Linked DNA regions of Pan troglodytes: region 1 is linked to region 2. Evidence: chromatin contacts called from public HiChIP or PLAC-seq data. All regions are on one chromosome and are shown on one strand. Each heading gives the region's core, a stretch centred on a gene start, on an enhancer-like site or on the middle of the called end of the contact. The rest is flanking DNA. Distances are from core to core; before and after follow the strand shown.

Region 1 (3,608 bases), core at 986-3,485, 260 kb after region 2:
TGCAGCGACCCAGCCACTCGTCAGGGCGCGCACTGACGATGTCGTTGCGGCAGCCTTCCAGGTGGGGGCGCAGTTGCTGCAGCAGCATGCGCGACAGCAGCACCCCAAAGCCTCCGTGGCAGTAGCGGCCGGGGGTGGGCTCTCCGCCGATGAAGTCCTGGGGCCGGCCCAGGTACAGGTGGGCGGCGGAGGCCAGGCTGAGGTGGCCAGTTAGGCGTGCCAGGCCGTGCGCCTCGGTGTAGGTGGTGTCAGGCACCAGGAAGAACCAGTCAAAGTCGTCGCCGTGCTGCTCCAGCAGGTGGCGCAGCGCCAGGTGCAGGTGTCCGATGGGTCGCTCCTCGCCCAGCGTCACCACTGCCATGCCAGGTGGGGCCCGGCGGCCCCGTGCGCCCGTCAGGAACACCACACGCTCCAGCCGGTGCCCCAGCGTGCGATTCACGGCCACGCCCAGCGTGGGCAGCGTGGCCTGAGAGGTCAGCACCGCCACCAGCAGCCTCTGCCTGATGCCCAGCTCCGTGCTGATGTAGCGGGTCCTAGGGGAGGAGATGGCACAAGCTTATCAAAAAGACAACGGGGCGGGGGGTGGGGGGAGTGGTCAGCACAGACCCTGGCAGGTCACATCTTCTCTGTATCTGTTTTCTCACCTATGAATAGGTTAAAAATAAACCCTCTCTCCCAGGGGTCATGAGGATTTAAACGAAATGGTCTTAAACAGGTAGTGCTTTGCATTTGGGAGATGGCAATACCCACCCAGATAGGAGAGAGATATTGTGGGTCTGACTCCGGGGTTCGCTACTTAGTAGTTATGTCCTTGAGCATGTTATTTAACCTGAGCCATCTGTAAAATGGGACTGATTATATCTGTTTAAAGCACCCAGCCAAACGCTGGACACACCATGTATCTACTCATTTCTATATAAATATGCCATTATGCCACAAATGCCTCACATAAATGATATAAAGAAACGTTTGGCATAGGGGTGTACTGAGTGTTTTTGCGGGGAGGGGCAAACTGCACTCAGGGGCTCTAGGAACTTACCTTTTGGTAAGGCAGAAGGTAAATTGCAGAACCAGCATTTGAACCCAATGTTACTTAGAAGTTATTTCAACTCATCAGCAGAGACATTAATGAGATAGGTACATTCCTCCCTCCCCCATCTCACCCTGAGGTGGCCCTTGTAACCCACTCAGGAACAAGAGATCCAGGTAAATCCTAGTTCTCTCCTTTCTCTTTCCCTGTCTCTATACACTCACCCTATATACAAATCATTTCTCTAACACCAGCAGCCCAGCCAGGGAGCTAGTAGGATCTCTGGGGTGCCATCGGGTCGAGCCAGTTTAGGACAGAGATTAGTAAGTTCAGCCCAGGCCGGGATAGGGCCCAGAGAAAGTCTCGGACTGGCCCCACGGCTCTCGGGAAGGCAGGGCCATCGGAAGTTATCGGGGCCCAAAGACTTCCTGGCTCGCCAGCCCCTTCCTTCCGGAGCCCGACCCGGGCCCGGGCGACTTCCCCGCGCGCTTCCCGGCCGCTGCCCAGGGGGTAGAGCGGGCGCAGCCGATCACTACCTGACGGCCTTTTTGGCGGCCTGGCCGGGCTGTGCGGGGTGGTAGGGCAAGACGCGCGGCTCCCAATTCTCCCCGGCGCCTTCGCCGGCCCCGGGCTTCTCGCGCTCCGCTCCGGGCTGCACCGAGTTGGGCCGGCGCGCCGCGTTGGTGTTGCCGCGCGGCGGCAGCTCAGAGTCTCCAGTTTGGGGCGGGCCTGGGCCACACGGCTCCTCCACCCAGGTGACGCTGAGCAGGCTCAAGGTGAAGCCCAGGGAGATGCCCACGGCCACGGGCCCTGCGGGCCGCAGCACCGACAGCAGCAGCGATGCCCGCATGGCGCCCGGACCGCGGGTCCCGGGCCCCGGCGAAGCCCCAGAGCAGCCAGAGGAGGCTCCGAGGGGGCGGGACCGGGGAGGGGGCGGATCCGGAGGGCTCGGGCCCCGCGGGCGGGCCCGCTCCCTCCCCGCAGAGCAGAGCCAGCGGCCCGAGCCGAATCCCCGGAGCCGCGCCTCGATTCCCCTCCAGCAGCTGCTCTGGGCTGCGCAGGGTTCTTGCGCTCGGCACTGGAGCCTCAGCCGCGGCCGCAGCTGTCCGACGTGTCACTGCAAGGGCCCCGCCCCCGGGGTGGGGTCTCGGGCTCTCGCTACCGGAGAGGGAGGAGAAGTGGGAGGTTAAAGGGGAAGGACCCCCGGAAGTGCCCCCTCCTCAGTGCGGGAGAGGGAGACGCCGGGGGCGGAGTCCCCTGCCTCCCGCGGCGTGGTTGGTGCGTCCCAGGTGACGTCAGAAGCAGCCCGCCCCTGCCTGGATGGTGCGCCGAGTGACGTCAGGAGCAGAGGCCGGAGCTGTCCATCAGCACCAAAGGCCGCGGGCGGGCTCAGGGCATGGGGCCGCGGTTCTGGGGCGGCCCGAGCCCCGGCTCCTGCGCCTTCCCCTTCCTCAGGCCCAGCCCGAGTTCCTGGACGTCGCGGGACTGGAGTGCCAGCCGGTGTTGGACGTGGAGCGGCGCCACCACCGCGCCGACACCATTCTCTCCGGCCCAGCAGCCCCCTTCCTCGCACGACGGACTTTCCCTGGACCCCAGTCAGTTGGAGCCTCTGGCGCCCCGCAACCCCGGCCCCTCGGGCCTCTGCACAGCCTCTTTCACTCAGAAGCTCAGGTCGCCTCCAGCCCAGGTAAATCTTGGACAATCCCATATTGAGCCGCCCACAGATGAATCTCTTGGCTGCCTCCTTCTCACTGGCAGCACTCTCCCTTCATCCCCCCTGACTCCCGTCCCTCTTTTAACTTCATCCCAGCCTCCACTAGCCAGGCACTTTTGTTTCCCTTTGTCTTTGCTCCCCACTCCAGAGATGCTTCCAGAGCTGCACAAATGTGGATACCACTCCTTTGTCCACTGTCCTTGCTGAGTTCTCCCAATCCCTCTCCCACCCCCATCCTGGTGGGGACCCAGGACTCCTCCGTGACCCCAACTTTCCCTCTGTCAGGTTAACTTGGGAGGGTGACTCCCTTCTATTCCCAGCACTATGCCGGGGACTGTGGCAACACTGCGGTTCCAGCTGCTGCCCCCTGAGCCAGATGATGCCTTCTGGGGTGCACCTTGTGAACAGCCCCTGGAGCGCAGGTACCAGGCACTGCCGGCCCTCGTCTGCATCATGTGCTGTTTGTTTGGAGTCGTCTACTGCTTCTTCGGTGAGATCCCCATCTCATCCCTCACCTGGGCTCCCCAGTGTTTCCCCGAGTTCTTTTTCTGGGCCCCCAAGTCTTCTCTGAATCCCTCTACCATCATGAATAATTCTTCCTTTTCTTTCATCCCACACATTTATAGATTGTCTAGACTCTAGATTATAGGAAAAACAGGTTTTTGGATTAGGCACACCTGAGTGTGAATTTACTTAGCTTTGCAGTTACTAATTGTGATGTCTTGGGCACATTAATCTGTCTGAGCCTCAGTTTTCTCATCTGAACAATGATCACAATATTTGTCTCATGTAGTGTTGTGAGAATTAGTAAGCATTCAATAAATTGTAGCTATTGTGGTGAGGATGTGTTTGGGTAACTGTGCT
Region 2 (3,845 bases), core at 463-2,962:
CAATGCAACGGCCAGCAAACAAGGGTCAGCAATCAGACAGGCACCTAGGGAAGCTGGGCAGCCAGTACCACAGTCAAGGTTGGGCACAGGACAGCCTGTGTAGGAGACTCCTGTCCCCTCCACCCTCCACAGTGATCCTCCTACTCTCGTCCCTCACCTGCGGCAGTAGCGCTGACACTTCCTCCTCCAGACACTAGAGGCCGCTGTTGGCCCCATCGCCTCCACCGCCGCCGCAGAAATGAATTCCTAAACCAGCCTTGCTATTCCGTGACTTGCTCCAGATTCAAAGTCCCAGTTGGAGCATCCGATTGGCGGAGCTCATGTCTTCTGCCTGCAACCCTAGAGCCGAGTCAGGGAGAGCAAGCATTGGGGCTTTGTGGCAAATGGTGGCCTGCTTTCCATTAGGGCCCTTGCGATGGGAATTCCCCAAATGTAGGCAGGAGGTTCTGACGGTGGGCGGCCAGGAAACCAGGACACTCACACCACCTTCTTCTCTCACGTCCGCCTCAAACCCTTCTCGTTGGCGAAGTATTCCTGGGTCCCCCAGCCTAAAGCACTTTTCTGGACTCACATAACCATTATTGCTTGAGCCAATCGCGATGCCAGCAGGACCGCAGTAACACCTAATTCGTACCATGTCTCATTTGACTTTCAAACAACCCTAGGCACTACCTATAATTAGTGAGAAAAAAAGAGTGCTCAGAGATTTTCCCAAGTCTCACAGTAATGCCAGGTTGTACTCTGTTTTCAAAGCCTCGGGTTTCCCAGGGGGCTACATTGATGGGCTGGTATCTTATCAAGTTCAAGCTCTGCAAAGGCAGGGCTTGGGCCACATTCTTCTTTATACGGCCTGGCAGCATCTTGAATGCAGAAAAATGCTCAGCTAATGCCTTTGGATTGGCCTGGATGGGATCAAGCAGGAGCCAGTTCTGGAAGGTTTCCTAACTCTCCAATGAGGCCTGAACCCAGGGAGCATTTTGAAGTGGAATAGGCCTACTCAGGATCAGTTTGGGAAGACTTGAACCTGGGGAATTCCGTTGTACGGCCCCCTTTACCTCACCTCCCCCAAATGTGTCAAAACTGTCAACAAGAGGTTTGCAGGTGTTCATTATTTATTCATCCCACGGGTAGTTTTGAACCCCTACGACTGCTCTAATAGACCAGTGAGAAAAAACACACAATTCCTGTCCTGTGAAATCGACATTCTAGTGGGGGAGGTGAATGGTAATAAAAAATAATCAAACCAATAAATGCTAATTTGTGGCTCTAACAAGCCTGATGAAGGAAATGCCACGAGATGCTGTAAAAGGCAGTTCTGACCTACTCAGGAAAGCCAGGGCAGCCTGCTGGGGGACCTGGGGCTGGAGCTGGGAGCTGAAGAAGGGGGAGGAGTTAGAACCGTGGTGGGGGGAGGGAGGGAAGAGTCTGAGTCCTCGAGGTGGGTGAGTAAGCAAGGATCATCGCTCATGTTTATAAGAAAGTGACAGAGGAACCTGGGGGCCGAGCGGCTTGTTTGTGGGCTGCCCCAGCCTCCGTGCGAGCGCGTCTCGCTTGGATGGAGGCGGGGCCGCAGTCTCCCAGGTCCCAGCTGGGGCTGACGTCGTCCTGGTGTGTGCCCAAAATAGCCGGCTCCACCCTCTTCTCCCGGCAGCCCCTGCAGGCCCCCACCCCCCCAGGGGACAGGCGGAGCCGGCCTTCTCCCGGTCTCTAGTAGTTTCCGCACCGCTGACGCATGCCTGCGCGCACAGCTGGGCCGGGCGCGTCCTACGCAGCAGCCGCGAGCCGGGCTGCGGGTGCCAGACGGTTCCCGGCGGGGGGCAGGGGCGGGGCGCCGCAGGAGGCCGGGACTCCTGGCGGAGGAGGTGCGGCCGGGGGCCCGGGTCAGGCTGGGGGCCCTGGATCGGACTGCTGGAGTTGGGGGGCCCCGATAGGGCTCCTGGGCCTGGGCGTCGAGATAGCTCTTGGCCCCGGCCTGCGGGGGCAGATAAGGCTGCCGGAGGGAGCTAGTCACCGGCCGCAAGCAGAGCCCGGTGTGCTCCGCTTCCAACTGGGAGCGCCTTCCGCCACCCGGGGAGGGGGACTGCTGCAGCCACAGGGTGGGGCTCTTGGTTCTTTCCGCCTGACTCCTTCTCTTCTGCAGCCCCAAGGAGGCCCGCCTGACGACTGACCAGTTGCCATGGCATCCTACTACGAGATCCTAGACGTGCCGCGAAGTGCGTCCGCTGATGACATCAAGAAGGCGTAAGTGCCTCCGTGTGCAACAGAAAACCTCTCACCCTCCACCCGCCACCACCATGGGGCACTTCAGAGTGACACCTGTAGGTGTCTGAGGGAACCAGGTCGTTAGAAAGCACTGGGGTGCTTCTTCCGAGTGACACCTGCAGGGAGGAAAGAGACCCCTGGTAGAGTACAAGGAGAACGTCCAGAGAGTGAAGTAGTTAGTTCCGCTGGGAGCTGCACTGTGTTATGGGTTGTTCTCCAGTTGATCTTCCCCTCCTCCTCCTCCTTTCCCCTCCCCTCCCCCTTCCCCCTAGATTTGGGCATTCTCAGGCTGCAGTGCAAAGATGCAGTGCAAAGAGGCTCTATGAGGAGGAGGGGCCGGTGTCCCTGTACTCTTCGAGGCCACATGTGCCCCAACCTTTGCAGCCCCAGTCCAGTGAGCCCTAGGGAGGGGCTAGGGACCCTGGCATTGTATCCGCTTGTACATGTGGTCCCAGCACTGGTGGCGGAGGAGAGAGGGTGGAACTTGATGGAAATATCACAGCAGCGGCAGCCCTAGCAGCTGGGGTGGACCGGGACCCGGGGGTGAAAGGACAGTGATAGGCTAGTGGGAAAACAGGTCGTTCGGTTCCTGGGTGGGAAGTGCCTGCATTTGTCCCCCGACTCTCTCCTCTGCACCCACTTTCTGCAGGTATCGGCGCAAGGCTCTCCAGTGGCACCCAGACAAAAACCCAGATAATAAAGAGTTTGCTGAGAAGAAATTTAAGGAGGTGGCCGAGGCATATGAAGTGCTGTCTGACAGTAAGGGCCGGGGTCAGGCAGGACCCAGCACATCACCCCCTACTTCATGCCCCAGCTCACATTTTCTTAAAGCAATGTCTCTGCCACCTAGTTTCCTCTGTGCCTTTTTCCAGCCTGACATTTAAGCTCCCCCCTCCCACAGGGACAGCTCAGTGTCTGCTCCCCAGAGTCTGGTAGGAGTGGCTGGCATGAGACCTGAAAGGGGAAGGAAGCAGGGCAGGTAACTCATGTGAGCTGAGCCTCCTGCGTGCCAGGCATTGGTGGGTGTCATCTCCATGAGTTCTCACAGCCGTCCTATGAGGCAGGTTCTATCACCCCTATTTTACAGGCAAGGAAACTGAGGCTGAGAGAGGTGAAGTAACTTGCTCAAGGCCACGCAGAGCTGGAATATGAATCCAGGTCTGCCTTTTTATTGATTCATTCGAAAAGTAATTCAGTGAATGGTGACAGTGTCCGGCACTCGCTGGGTGCTGGGGAAACTGGAGGACAAGCAGGCACTGTCTTTGCCCAGAGGGGCAGGGAAGACCAACACCTACCAGGCACACACACAGACACAGTTACAGCTTGTGAAGAGTATTCCGAGGGAAGAAACAGGGCAGGTGGAGTGCTAGGGAATAATGTGCACTTGCTTTAGTTCTGGTGGTTGTAGAAGGCCTCTCCGAGAAGGTGACATTTAGGCTAAGCCCTGGTGAATAATAATGTAGTAATCATTAGCTAACATTTTTTGAACACTTTCTATGTGTCAGGCACTGGTAGGCAGTTTACGTGGATGGTCTCATTTTATCTTTGCAACAACCCTGTGCGGTAGGTGTTGTGATGACAGC

Evidence for each region. HiChIP or PLAC-seq counts read pairs in DNA pulled down with a chosen protein or histone mark.
Region 1: an H3K4me3 HiChIP or PLAC-seq map of stem cell-derived excitatory neurons shows a contact between it and region 2, with 2.1 times the contacts expected there. The contact joins the promoter of TMEM198 here to the promoter of DNAJB2 in region 2.

What each region holds. Positions count from the first base shown.
Region 1 is chr13:121,803,303-121,806,910 of NHGRI_mPanTro3-v2.0_pri, forward strand. TMEM198 (transmembrane protein 198) reads left to right here and starts at 2,236. Exons shown (of 5, transcript XM_009444387.4): 1 at 2,236-2,717; 2 at 3,065-3,234. The coding sequence starts at 3,069. It overlaps CHPF (chondroitin polymerizing factor), which reads right to left and starts at 2,316. Exons shown (of 4, transcript XM_003309469.6): 1 at 1,567-2,316; 2 at 1-533. The coding sequence starts at 1,880.
Region 2 is chr13:121,538,986-121,542,830 of NHGRI_mPanTro3-v2.0_pri, forward strand. It overlaps DNAJB2 (DnaJ heat shock protein family (Hsp40) member B2), which reads left to right and starts at 1,713. Exons shown (of 10, transcript NM_001280413.1): 1 at 1,713-1,862; 2 at 2,141-2,241; 3 at 2,912-3,021. The coding sequence starts at 2,177.